Linked DNA regions of Rattus norvegicus: region 2 is linked to region 1. Evidence: chromatin contacts called from public Hi-C data. All regions are on one chromosome and are shown on one strand. Each heading gives the region's core, a stretch centred on a gene start, on an enhancer-like site or on the middle of the called end of the contact. The rest is flanking DNA. Distances are from core to core; before and after follow the strand shown.

What was found. Hi-C and Micro-C count contacts between places; a contact is called where the count stands out from the background.
Region 2: a Hi-C map of the A7r5 cell line shows a contact between it and region 1, with 6 times the contacts expected there. The contact joins two enhancer-like sites. A contact is called at or near these places in 4 of 12 Hi-C or Micro-C datasets (the A7r5 cell line, Schwann cells, frontal cortex and 1 more).

The regions. Positions count from the first base shown.
Region 1 is chr17:31,920,542-31,926,232 of GRCr8, forward strand. It overlaps Mylk4 (myosin light chain kinase family, member 4), which reads left to right. Exons shown (of 14, transcript XM_006253874.5): 2 at 4,861-4,939; 3 at 5,267-5,687. Among named protein-coding and RNA genes, the nearest start is that of Mylk4, 46 kb to the left of the region's middle. Within about 2 kb of position 2,425, at least 2 of the 93 cell types and tissues checked have an H3K27ac peak or open chromatin away from gene starts, as enhancers often do. A contact at or near this core is called in the A7r5 cell line, where this site is marked.
Region 2 is chr17:32,241,777-32,247,467 of GRCr8, forward strand. No RefSeq gene overlaps it. Among named protein-coding and RNA genes, the nearest start is that of Gmds, 60 kb to the right of the region's middle. Within about 2 kb of position 3,120, at least 4 of the 93 cell types and tissues checked have an H3K27ac peak or open chromatin away from gene starts, as enhancers often do. A contact at or near this core is called in the A7r5 cell line, where this site is marked.

The sequences.
Region 1 (5,691 bases), core at 1,175-3,674:
TTTAACTTTCAATGAAAGAAAAAAGACAAGAAGAAAAGGAAAGAAAGAAAACAAAAGGCCTTTGTCAGCAAGGAACAGCCAAAGAAGATGGTTGGACCAATATTATGCTACTCTGTTTTTTTCTGCTGGAGAAGACTGAAGAATGAAATTTTTTTTCTTCAAAAATTGGAACTTAAACAGCAGTCCACATTGTATTTTAATCTATCTTCATTGACAGATGGTATAATTAGACTTCGCTGAACCGGCAGCCTTAACGTCAGACCCCTGAAGTCCGGTTTTCATGGTTCTGAACGAAGCACTGTTCCCTGCTTTGTGGACACATCCACCAGCTTTCGTTTTCCGGGTGGAGTTATTTACTCAGGTGACTGATTCTGCTTGATGTTATCCACAGCTCAGGGAGGAGCCACTCCCTTGCTTCTGAGGTCAAGACCAACGCTTTCGCTCCTAGATTCCATCAGTGAGACCCAGTCCTAGCTTACCTCATGCCGGTTGCCAGAGCCAACAACATGGGCTGTGCTGTGTGAGAGAGAGGTCCTCCCGTCTGAACAGAGACACGGGGCATTTTCTTTGTTTTGTGCACCAGAAATTTGAGAGCATCTGCAGATCAAGAGAAATAGATTTGCTTACAAATGATCTCTAAAATTAATCTTTCATCTGGCTGGCGAGATGGCTCAGCAGATAACAGCACTCTCTAACAAGAATGGTTTCCTGTGCTCAGTTTCCAGAGCCCACGTGGTTGAAGGAGAGAATCAACTCCAGCAAGCTGCCCTCCGACCTCCACACTCTGCTGGGAAACCCTCACTGCAAACAAATAATAGACATAAAGTGTTAAGATCAATCTTTTATACTCAAATAGAAAAATGTAGGTTCCTTTATTTTTCTAAAAAAAAAAAAAACCTCTTTATATTCAGGAATTATTGATTCTCAATTCTCCCATTAAGAGCCTAATTAAAATGTAACAAAGTCATTTTAGATCGTTATAATTTTGTTCTTATATTACTAGACATTGGGTTAAAATGACCACAAAGTACTCTCCATGGTATTGCCATAGCAACAAAATACAAAGCCACTATTCGAGGCCCAGTCTTGGTCATGGTCCATGCGTTGTGTTATAAATTTCTGTTCTGAAGCAACTATACTCCCCAAATGCAGGGGTAGAATTGTCATGTAACATTTTGTTCTGAAGTAAAGCAGTGGATATGAGTGTCAGGGACGCTTCGAGATGGTCCCCAGGGAAGCCTTGCTTTCCCATATCACGGTCTAATGGCAGCACGCTCCCACTCTGGTAGACCCATTCCCATAAGTGCTTCCTTCCTTCACTGCACCTTGGTTTCCTGGGCAATTTTTTAGAGCTCCAAAATCTCTTCTTCAGGTGCTAGAGAAACAAAAATAGAGTATTCCATTGGAATGTTCCCAATTGGAGGACAGTAGCCCAACACCATATTGTGGAGGTCTAGTGTAGTTTCACTTTTACTGTAATGGTTAAGGTTAAAGCCATTTTAGAATTGATTTGAGGAGAGAGGGAGGGGAGTTCAGGGCAGGGACTGTGGGGGGAGGGAGACCTGGAGGAGGGGAGTAGAGATGGGGAAGTAAGTGAATAAATAAATTAACAGAAGAAAAAGGATAGTGTTTATTGACTGGAATGAAAGGAGGAGCAGGCACAAGTTGCCCTGGGGGGTTAACTTCCCTTACGTCATCCCTCACTTCTGAGAGAGTTTGGGTGTGGCCCTGAAGCAGGTTTGAAGAACAGGACAAAAAGGAACTCATGCCCAGGCACTGGGTGCCCACCAAAGTGCACGGTTGGCTCCTATGGCGAGTGACATCCATGTCACTGTAGAGGCGACATGGTGTGACGTGCGTGATAAGCATTGATAATGAAGGTGGGCATGCTTGTTCTTAGAGACATTTACTATAGTGACTCATAAGTGTTTGCCCAATTCTGTTAATAAACGTTATAAAATATGTAAAATATAAATGTAAAAAGAGTTGTTGTAAAAGGAATTGGTCGAAACTGGCAAAGGTGCCCATATGAAAATTCATACATGTTTTTTTTAAATGATGAATAAATGAAGCTGAGTGAAATGAGCTCTTTTGTTCCTCTCGGGAACCCAACAGAGGAGCAGAATCCTGAAGAGGCTTCCTCCCTTGCGGGATGATGGGAACGGTTTTAGGAATGTCTGGTTTAACAGCACTTATCCTGACTAGGACATTCCTAAGAAACAAATGTCATTTCTGGATGACAAAATGTATCCGTAGACCTGTGTCCTATTTTAGGACCTCCTGTGGAGGAATAAAGATGCAAAATGAGAAGGCTTTGGAATGAAGGCCCACAAGGTTGCTAAGTGCAGAGAGGAAAGGAGATACTTCTGCTTATTAGAGATGCTTCAGTTCGAAGTTCCTCTAGATGTCAGTATTACATAGGGAAAGGAAACCATAAACAGCCTGTGGCAATGAATGGAGGCCTTGCATTATTTAAATGGTAAAACGTGTGGCACGTAATTACAGTATGTCCTGCTCGGTGACTGGCTCCTGTGCCTTCAGCACCGACAGTTTCTGCCCTTAGCTAGGCCAGACTGTCTGACCAGCATGGGCACAACAGGCTCACTTTTGCCACCAAAAAGTGATACCTGTGGTCCGACTGGCTTTACAGTTATGTAGCCAAACTCTTACTTACCCATATTTTGATGGGTTAGAATAAATACACTAGGTTTTCATCGTTAAGCTCACTTTTGCTCTTACTGTAGCATTTATGCCAGAGGTTAAATCATAAAGTATGTTGCCTACCAACACTCCAGACATATGCATTTCAGAAGAAAAATTACCAAGAGACAAATATAAAATGCCACCAACACAATTTGTTAGGCTGCCCTATTTGACCTTCAGAATTAAAGTTAAATTATCTCTTTCTCTCCTCTTCTGTGTTAATTCTAATCTTTTAACTAAGGAACACATACATCTTCCTCACTGTGCTAATGCTTTTGTTTTATGGCCCCGACTGTTACACTCTTTTTACTCCATGGGCCTACTCTGCAGGATACCCCAGACAGTATTAGCTACACAAAATCCCTTTCAGTACCAGAAAAACAGTACAGAATATGCTGTCATTAGAGCACAAACCAAACAGAGAAAAAATTAGAATCCTGACTTCATTATAAAAATATGGTTGATAGTCTCTCTCAAAGAGTTTCTGAGAACCACAAGTGAGTTAGCCATGGAAAGTGCATTGAAGAATTTCTCACAGACTGTCTGTGCCCAGTATGATAGCTATCACTATCCTCTTCATCACCATTGTCTCCATCATCATGACCACATCATTTCACTGTCACCACCACCACCACTACTGCCACCACCACCACTGCCACCACTACCACCACCACCACCATCACCACCACCACTGCCACCACTGCCACCACCACCACCACCATCACCACCACCACTGCCACCACTGCCACCGCCACCACTGCCACCACCACCACCACCACCACCATCACCATCACCACTGCCACCACTGCCACCACCGCCACCACCGCCGCCACCACCACCACCGCCACTATCACCACCACTTAGTGATGTCTCTGGTCTAAGCACCATGGCCATAATAAACCCACCATCTAGTAGGAAATAGATTATCAAAAACAGTTTGGTGAAGTGTTACAAGGAACACTGCTATTGTATAAGTACCAACTTCTGTGCCCACATACAAAAGTAGCAACTGGCTTCGCTCAAGGAAATTACTTTTTTTTTCCTGCTCTCTCTGTGTTTGCACTTAAAAGTGAGAGGCTTTCTATAGCTTTGACCTCCAACCTTGGCTTTCTATGAATGTACTAAATGTGCTTCTGTGTTGTGAGGTGCCTTTGTCTTAATCCCGACACTCTGCACTTTTGTGACATTTCATATTTGCAGAAATCCTGGGGCAAGTAATCTTTTGCTCCAAAGAGGAGGGACTGATTTCCTGTGGCATCATAGGGTTTTGTCAATTTGTAATGTATAGCTTAGAATTTGTGTACATTAGGCTGATGTCACCTGTCACATGGTATGTGGAAGGGTTTGTTAAGCTAACCTGGGGATTATGAGAACATTTAGTTGCTTGGGAGAAAGGCATCATCTAGGAGAAGGAGAAGCCTATTGTTATGAAGCCCACTGCCTTTATGTCTTTGTAGTTTAGAAGTCTCTCTCACATATAGTCTCTGGTCTTTATTCCATTTATATGTGAGCCAAACATAGACAACTAAAGTGGAGGTCAAGGTTGGCCAACACATCATCCATTCCCTATAATGACGTGATGATGTTGGGTTACCTTCTCCACACCATGACAGAGCTGCAGAGTGTCTTTGAAAACAGTGATCTCATTTTCATTGATATTGCTGCTTGGACAGGGTTCCACTAATTCAGATTATTTTATACTTTACATGACTATTAGTTTCTTTTTCTTAGATACTTTTGCCATCCATGTTTGAATTATATTAGTTTCAACTTGGAAAAAAATTCCCCTTATTCCTGAGGAAATGTAGTAATCTTTGGAGATATTTTGATTTATTAATATTGTTTTAAATTAAAGACATTTAAGACAAGAATAGAGTTGACATATTTTTGCACATCAGGTAAATATAGTCAGTAATAATGTATTGTGCACTGTAAAAATAATTAAGAAGTTAAATTTCAATTGTCTGAAGTCGGTTTATTTGGCCCTCACTTCTGGAAGGCAGGTTTCTCTTGGTTGGGAGAGCCAAGGTGTAATGCTGAACCTTTGTTGTGTTATGATGCTTCTCACATGAAGAATTGGATAACCTATGTTAATAGTGCTGAAGCTAATCAGTATGTACACTGTTGGTAATCAATTGCTTGATTGTGCACCCACAGGCTGAGGAAAATGTATGGTCCAACCACACACTAAACGAAAGGACAATTGTCAGAGGAGGAAGGACATCAGCCCTCACAGGTAACACCTTAGGAGATTTGCTAGTTATGGAGAAAGTTCTGTTGTTACTCTTAGTCGGGTGAAATCACACATTCCTGAATCCTGTAGAAAGGAGTGCTGCTTTATTAATATCTTTATCTGATTGGGCTTGGCCATACCTCTGACAAATAAGAAAATCTCTTGACATGCAGTTCTCAGTCAGCTGAGCATATTTCATTCTGCTTTGCTTCCAAAAGCCTAAATCTACTGTCAAAAAGGATCCAGAAGAGAGGTGCCATTAAATAAAGTCGAAATTAAATTCACCATGTACGCTCTTCATTAAAATGTTTTGTGTTCTGTGGCTTCTAGAGAGACATGACCAGAAAGACCAGTTCTCTTCTGAGAAAGAAAAGATTACCAAACTCAACAAGAAAAATGCAGAGAAGACCAGTGGCTCAGAAGTGCAGAGGACTTGCGTCATATGTCATGTGGAACGACAAGACAAGATAGAATTTGTTCAGAGGAATTCCACAGAGCTAAGAGAGTATGCAGGTACAAAAGATGCGTCATGCATGGAAAGTCTGGAGAAACAAGAAAGCAACAGCCTGGGCTATAAACAAGACACTGAAGACAACAATGGAGGGGAAAATGGGATTTCTTCTAAGGAAGATTCCAGAGAAATAGAAGCTGAGAACAGAGCTTCAACAGCTGCAAGTGGAACAGTGCTGGACAAACACTCGACTGAAAGCCAGCACACTGAGGACATGAATGGTGTCCAATCTCATGAAAGGTAC
Region 2 (5,691 bases), core at 1,870-4,369, 320 kb after region 1:
CTAGCCAACTACGTCAGGCTGCTGAAGTCGTGGATCTTGAAGCTGAGTCTGCTGTGTCCCTTTACTAAACCAGCATAATTCCTAACTTAGGCCATGACTCTAAAGACTTATCCTTATACCCACTCGTAAGTGCATCCCTTTGCACTCACCAAAGAAACTTCCCTTTGCAGCAGAAAAATCACAACCAGTCGAACTATGATCACGCAGTGCCCAACCTCGATCAATATATGTACAGCCCATCTCCTGCACCTGAGGCTCGGAAAACATCAAGGAAGTGGAAGATGGAAGGAAGTTTGTAAAAAACGGAGGACCAGAAAATATGCTGTGAGACTGTGCCTTCTTAAAATGACATGGAGGCTTCACCCATGATACCTCAACAACATGGCTGCCTAACCAAGGCCTGAAGAAGTACAACATCAATGGACATGCTAACCCAGTAAGGGGAAATCTTATGGGCTAAAGAACTTAATGGGCTAAAGGCAGCTACCGAATGCTGAGAGCAGGAGAAAAAGTCCTCCCTAAGGATGAGTTAGTTACCTAATTGGTTGTTAAATACTGTGGTGGTTTGAATAGGTTTGGTCCCCAAAGACTCATGCATTTGAATACTTGACCCATACAGAGTGGCACTCTTAGGAGGTATGACCTTGTTGGAGTATGTGTGGCATTGTTCGAAGAAGTGTGTCACTGTGGGGTAGGATTGCGGTCTCCTATTCTCAGTCTATGCCCAGTGTGGAACACAGTCTTTTTCTGCTGCCTGCAGATGAAGATGTAGAGCTCTCGGCTCCTCTACCACCATGCCTGCCTGCACACTGCCATGCATGCCCCTTGACGATACTGGACTAAACTTCTGAAATGGTAAGCCAGCCCCAGTGAAATGTTTTCTTTTATAAGAGTTCTTGTGGTCATGGTGTCTCTTCACAGCAATGAAACCCTAACTAAGATAAGCACCAAGTGCTGAACCCTGAAATCATATACATGCAAGTAACACTAAGTGGACCAAACATGTTGTATTTATATCTCTGTGTGTGTGTGTGTGTGTGTGTGTGTAACAATCAACTAAAGAAAAAGAAGTCATATTTTCTAAGGGGAAGTGGGCATCAAAGGGATTAGAGGGAAGTAAGGAAAGGGAAAATGATGGGCTTATATTTTAATTTTTAAAATCTAAAAATCTAATAAAAAGATGGTACAAGCAAAGTACACAAATATATTAGCATTAAAGATAAAAATTACAATATTTTAATTTAAAAAGTCCCAAATAAGAATATGCATCCCATTAGGACATCAAGCATCCTTTGCTGATTTAAATCATCCTCCCAGTCTTACCTCTTATAAACATACTTTAAAGCTGGGGCCTCCTTTTCCTCTCTGACTGGGGAGCCATTATGGCATCTGCCGTCTTAGGAACCCAGCACCATCTTCTAGCGGCTGGAAGTATAGAAACACTGGGCACAGGAGCCTCCAGCTTAACCACAGAGAAAGCCTGGCAGCTCTCCAGGATCCTCACAACTTACAGTCAAAAAGACAAAGCTGCCGAGAATCACCTTGCTGCCTTAGGGATGGAAACAAAAAACGTTAACCCAAATATGACGTTTCGTGTGCTCTGAACCGCACTTACAGTTATTGACGTTCGGCATCCAGTATTATAGAAGTTACGTTGAAGTCTGAACTATGCTTAATAGGGGTTTATGCTATATTGCTTTTAGGGTTTGAGAACCATTGCTCAAGTGGAGATTGTTTCATTTTTTATTTTTAACTTGAAATTCTGAATTTCTGACTCTTGAGTAAAGGCTCTGGTGTCTTTGGTTCTGTGTCTTTAAGTTCTGTGCACTGAAGGATTTACATGTGCTGTTTGTAAGAAAGCCTACAGGTATAGTTCAGAGAGAGAGAGAGAGGGGGAGAGAGAGAGAGGGGGAGAGAGAGAGAGGGGGAGAGAGAGAGGGGGGGGAGGGAGGGGGAGGGAGGGGGAGAGGGAGAGGGACAGGGAGAGGGACAGGGAGAGGGAGAGGGACAGGGACAGGGAGAGGGAGAGGGAGAGGGAGAGGGAGAGGGAGAGAGAGAGGGAGGGAGGGAGAGAGGGAGAGGGACAGGGAGAGGGACAGGGAGAGGGACAGGGGGGGGGGGGAGAGAGCCGTCTAAGTCAACTGTTGATGCTTGTCCTCCAGTCTGAGTTTCTTTTGTGTATGTCTGTGGGTGATGGTGCTGAGGACAGGATCAAGAGCCTGTTGGGTGTTACACAAGAGGTCGACCTCTGACCCAGGATCCACCACTGCTTCTTCAAGGCTTTGAACAGCTTTTGCAGATGTTGGGGCTCCAGAGATCTTGCTTGCTAGCCCTTTCCAGGGCAGTTTCTGTTGTTCACAAGCGCTCCATTCAAAGACGGAGCAAATGTGAAGCCACACTACAGAAAGAGCAGGAAAAACATTTGGTTCAGCTGTCTATTCAGAATCAAATGAGATCCAAACGTATCTGTGAGAAGAAATGTTCATGAAGAATACACACAGATAAACGCACAATGCCTTTATGATTAAATCATTGTTAACACCATTAAAATAATACTCCATGTCACTGAAGAACTTATATAATGAAGACATTCCTTCTACTAAACAGGTAATGAGTCCTGCCACCATTACAGAAATTTTCTTGGGTTGATGTGAGTTTCACTTCTTTTCCTCCATTTGTCTCTACTACTTGTGCATGTGCACGTGTGCCTGTGGTTTAATGAACAGCCAGACAGTGATGAATATCTACAGTCCCAGCTCCACTGGACGATACTTCATCCCAAGAACACAAATCCGACATGGCCAGCCAAACTGGACCTTGACTCTTTAAAAGAGACGAGGAGGAGGTTAGGGAGTGGAAGAAGGAAACGGAAGAAAAATTAAGGCAGCAGCACCACAAAGATTCATAACCAGTAAGTTTATAATAAGCTCATCAGAAACGTTCTATGAGCATGTGTGGTAAACACACATTCACAAGTGAAAGAACAGTCTAATATAGGGTATAATTCCATGAACACTATTGTCAAGGAAAATAAGAGAGTTTAAATGTGGGAACAACAGCTTAAACCATCCTACCAAGTGACTCAGTTTCGTCACGTTTTTTGTGAGGTTGACAAAATAGCCCTCCTCGATCCAGCCAGCAGGTGGCAGTATTGACTGCGTACCAGAACACCCTAAATCTGGCTGGAACTTACTGTTTCAAAAGAGTAATTCCCAAGAAATACAAATGAGTTCATCTTATCTGTGTTTTGAAACTTTCAAAGATATTGTTCCATCGTATCAGAGACTACTGTGAACTCCCTTTGTAAAAGCTTGATGATCCGTCTATTTCTCTTGGCTCTGGGCATGACATTGAATTGATGGGACATGTTTGCTTTCCAAGCGCTAGTTAAATGGATAGACACTTTATCTGTTCCACAGTTAGCAAAGCATCACTGTTTACCTTGCCCAGGACAGGGCCTCTGAACTGCATGGGAACTTTCCTAAGAGCAAAACACTGAACAACATGTGGATGTGAAGCACTCATACATGGCGGACCTCGACAGGTTGAAACAGACCCTATGGCTCCGGAATTATGTACCCGGCGTACCCATTACAGCGATTCAAATCGGATCTTCCCCCAGACTTCTCCATCGTTTGTATTTTCATTTGACAGGTCTTTATCTGTATTTTACTTCGCTTTGTTTTCTTCGCTTGCTAATTGGAACAATTTCAGACATCGTGACTTTGAATCACACCCACAAGATAACCCCCTGCCCATCGTATCGTCAAAGACACATGTAAATGTAAATACTGCTTTATCATAGGGATATGTCTACTCGTCTTTTTCATAACCAGAGCTTTCACTTTGCTTTACCAGGCCCCTGGAAAGGCATTGCTGAGGTATTCACCTCCTCTTGACCAGCCAGCTAGCAAACTTTTCTTAATGGGTTAAATAGTAAGCATCTTAGGCTTTGGGAACCTGGAGGCAGAGTAGACGCTTCCCCGCTCAAGGATGTGAAAACCATTGTGAGCTCGTGAATGACACCCAGAGGCAGTCTTCAGGGGAAAACTAACTTATAGAACGCAAGTTGCCATGAGAAGTCCAGATAGGCAACTCCTCATTTAGTTCAACTGAAGCTTTTCCCCCAGTTCTATTGTGCTGCAAAATTGTACCAAACAGTCAACTTGGTTTTGTGCTTAGTGAGTTACATGGAATTTTATGATTACAAAGGCTTTCAGCTAGGTAACTTTGCCTAACTATGGCCAGACTTCAGTGAGGAAAGCTGAGCTTGGTGCCTGGTAAGTTGGGAATATTCTGTAAGCTTTGTACTTAACAATACATATTAGGATCAAATATCATCCTGAACTAAAGAATATCTGTATTTTTTCCATCAAAATCCATAAAGATTGAGAAAGACAAGACTATAGTGCTCTACACACACACATACACACACACACCACATAAATATACAAACATACATGCACATACACACATACCACATACATACACACACATACATGTGTACACACACACAGACACACACACACACACACACACACACACACACACACACACACACACACCTAAAACTTCCCATTTGAAACACCTTCTGTTTCAAGCTGCAGAGCATGACCAGCAAGATGACTCAGTGGCCAAAAGTACTTCTTACCCCCAGGCCTGGTGATCTAAATTTGAGCTTTAGACTCTTCATGGAAGGAGAGAACTGACTCCTGTAAATTGTCTCCTGACCTCCACATGTGCACACATGCACATGCATGAGAAAGTATAAAAAATTACTTTAAAGGAAATAAAGTTATATAGCAGAATTTGGTACTGGTCTTTGAGACCTGTATTATTTATATATAAATATATGCTGTGTATGTGTGCATGCTCGGGATTGAACTCAGGGCCTCATTTGTGCTAAACATATGTTCCCACACTGGGTATATGGTGGTAAATCAAGCTCCTGTTTTCATTAAGAAACACAAAGGATGCGTCGTTCTTTTGTAAAAGCTGTGCACAATGGCATGTGTCTGTAATTCCAGTCAGTCTAGCTTTGTCAGTGAACTCCAGATTCTGCGAGAGACCTTGTCTCCACAAGCTAGGTGAAAAATGACTGACAGCCATGTTGACCTCTGACCTCCACATGCACACACATGCATACATACACAAACACAAATAAGCAGGCATAGGGTGAAATGTCATATGATCTGACCTATGTGTGGAATTTCTGACGGTGTTGATTTCACAGAAGTCAGTCAGAAAGGCAGGAAAAGGGAAGGGGCAGAGGATGTGGAGAGGAGAAGGCTGCATTTAAAGACAAGAAGTAATCTCTGGGTGCTATGAGAGGTTGAAGAAAGAATTTCAATTTTTTTTTAACCTAAAGAAATGATCAGCTTTTGAAGAGATGGAGATGTTTATCTGATGGAATATTATGTGATATATACACGTAGCAAAACACTCTATGGTATTCTGTAAGTACACACATTTTGTGTGGGAACTTAAAGATAAATTTTAATTTAGTGATTTTAGTGAATGTAAAACAGTTTAAAATGAAGATTAAATTTTTTGTTGATTAAATGTTAATTGTTTTTAAAGAAATAGAATTCCTAGACCATAAATTTAGACTGGTCCCTGTTATACCTGGCAGTGCCTCATAATGAGTCGGGGACAGGAGTGACTAGAAAAGTGAGAGCCAGAAACAGCCCA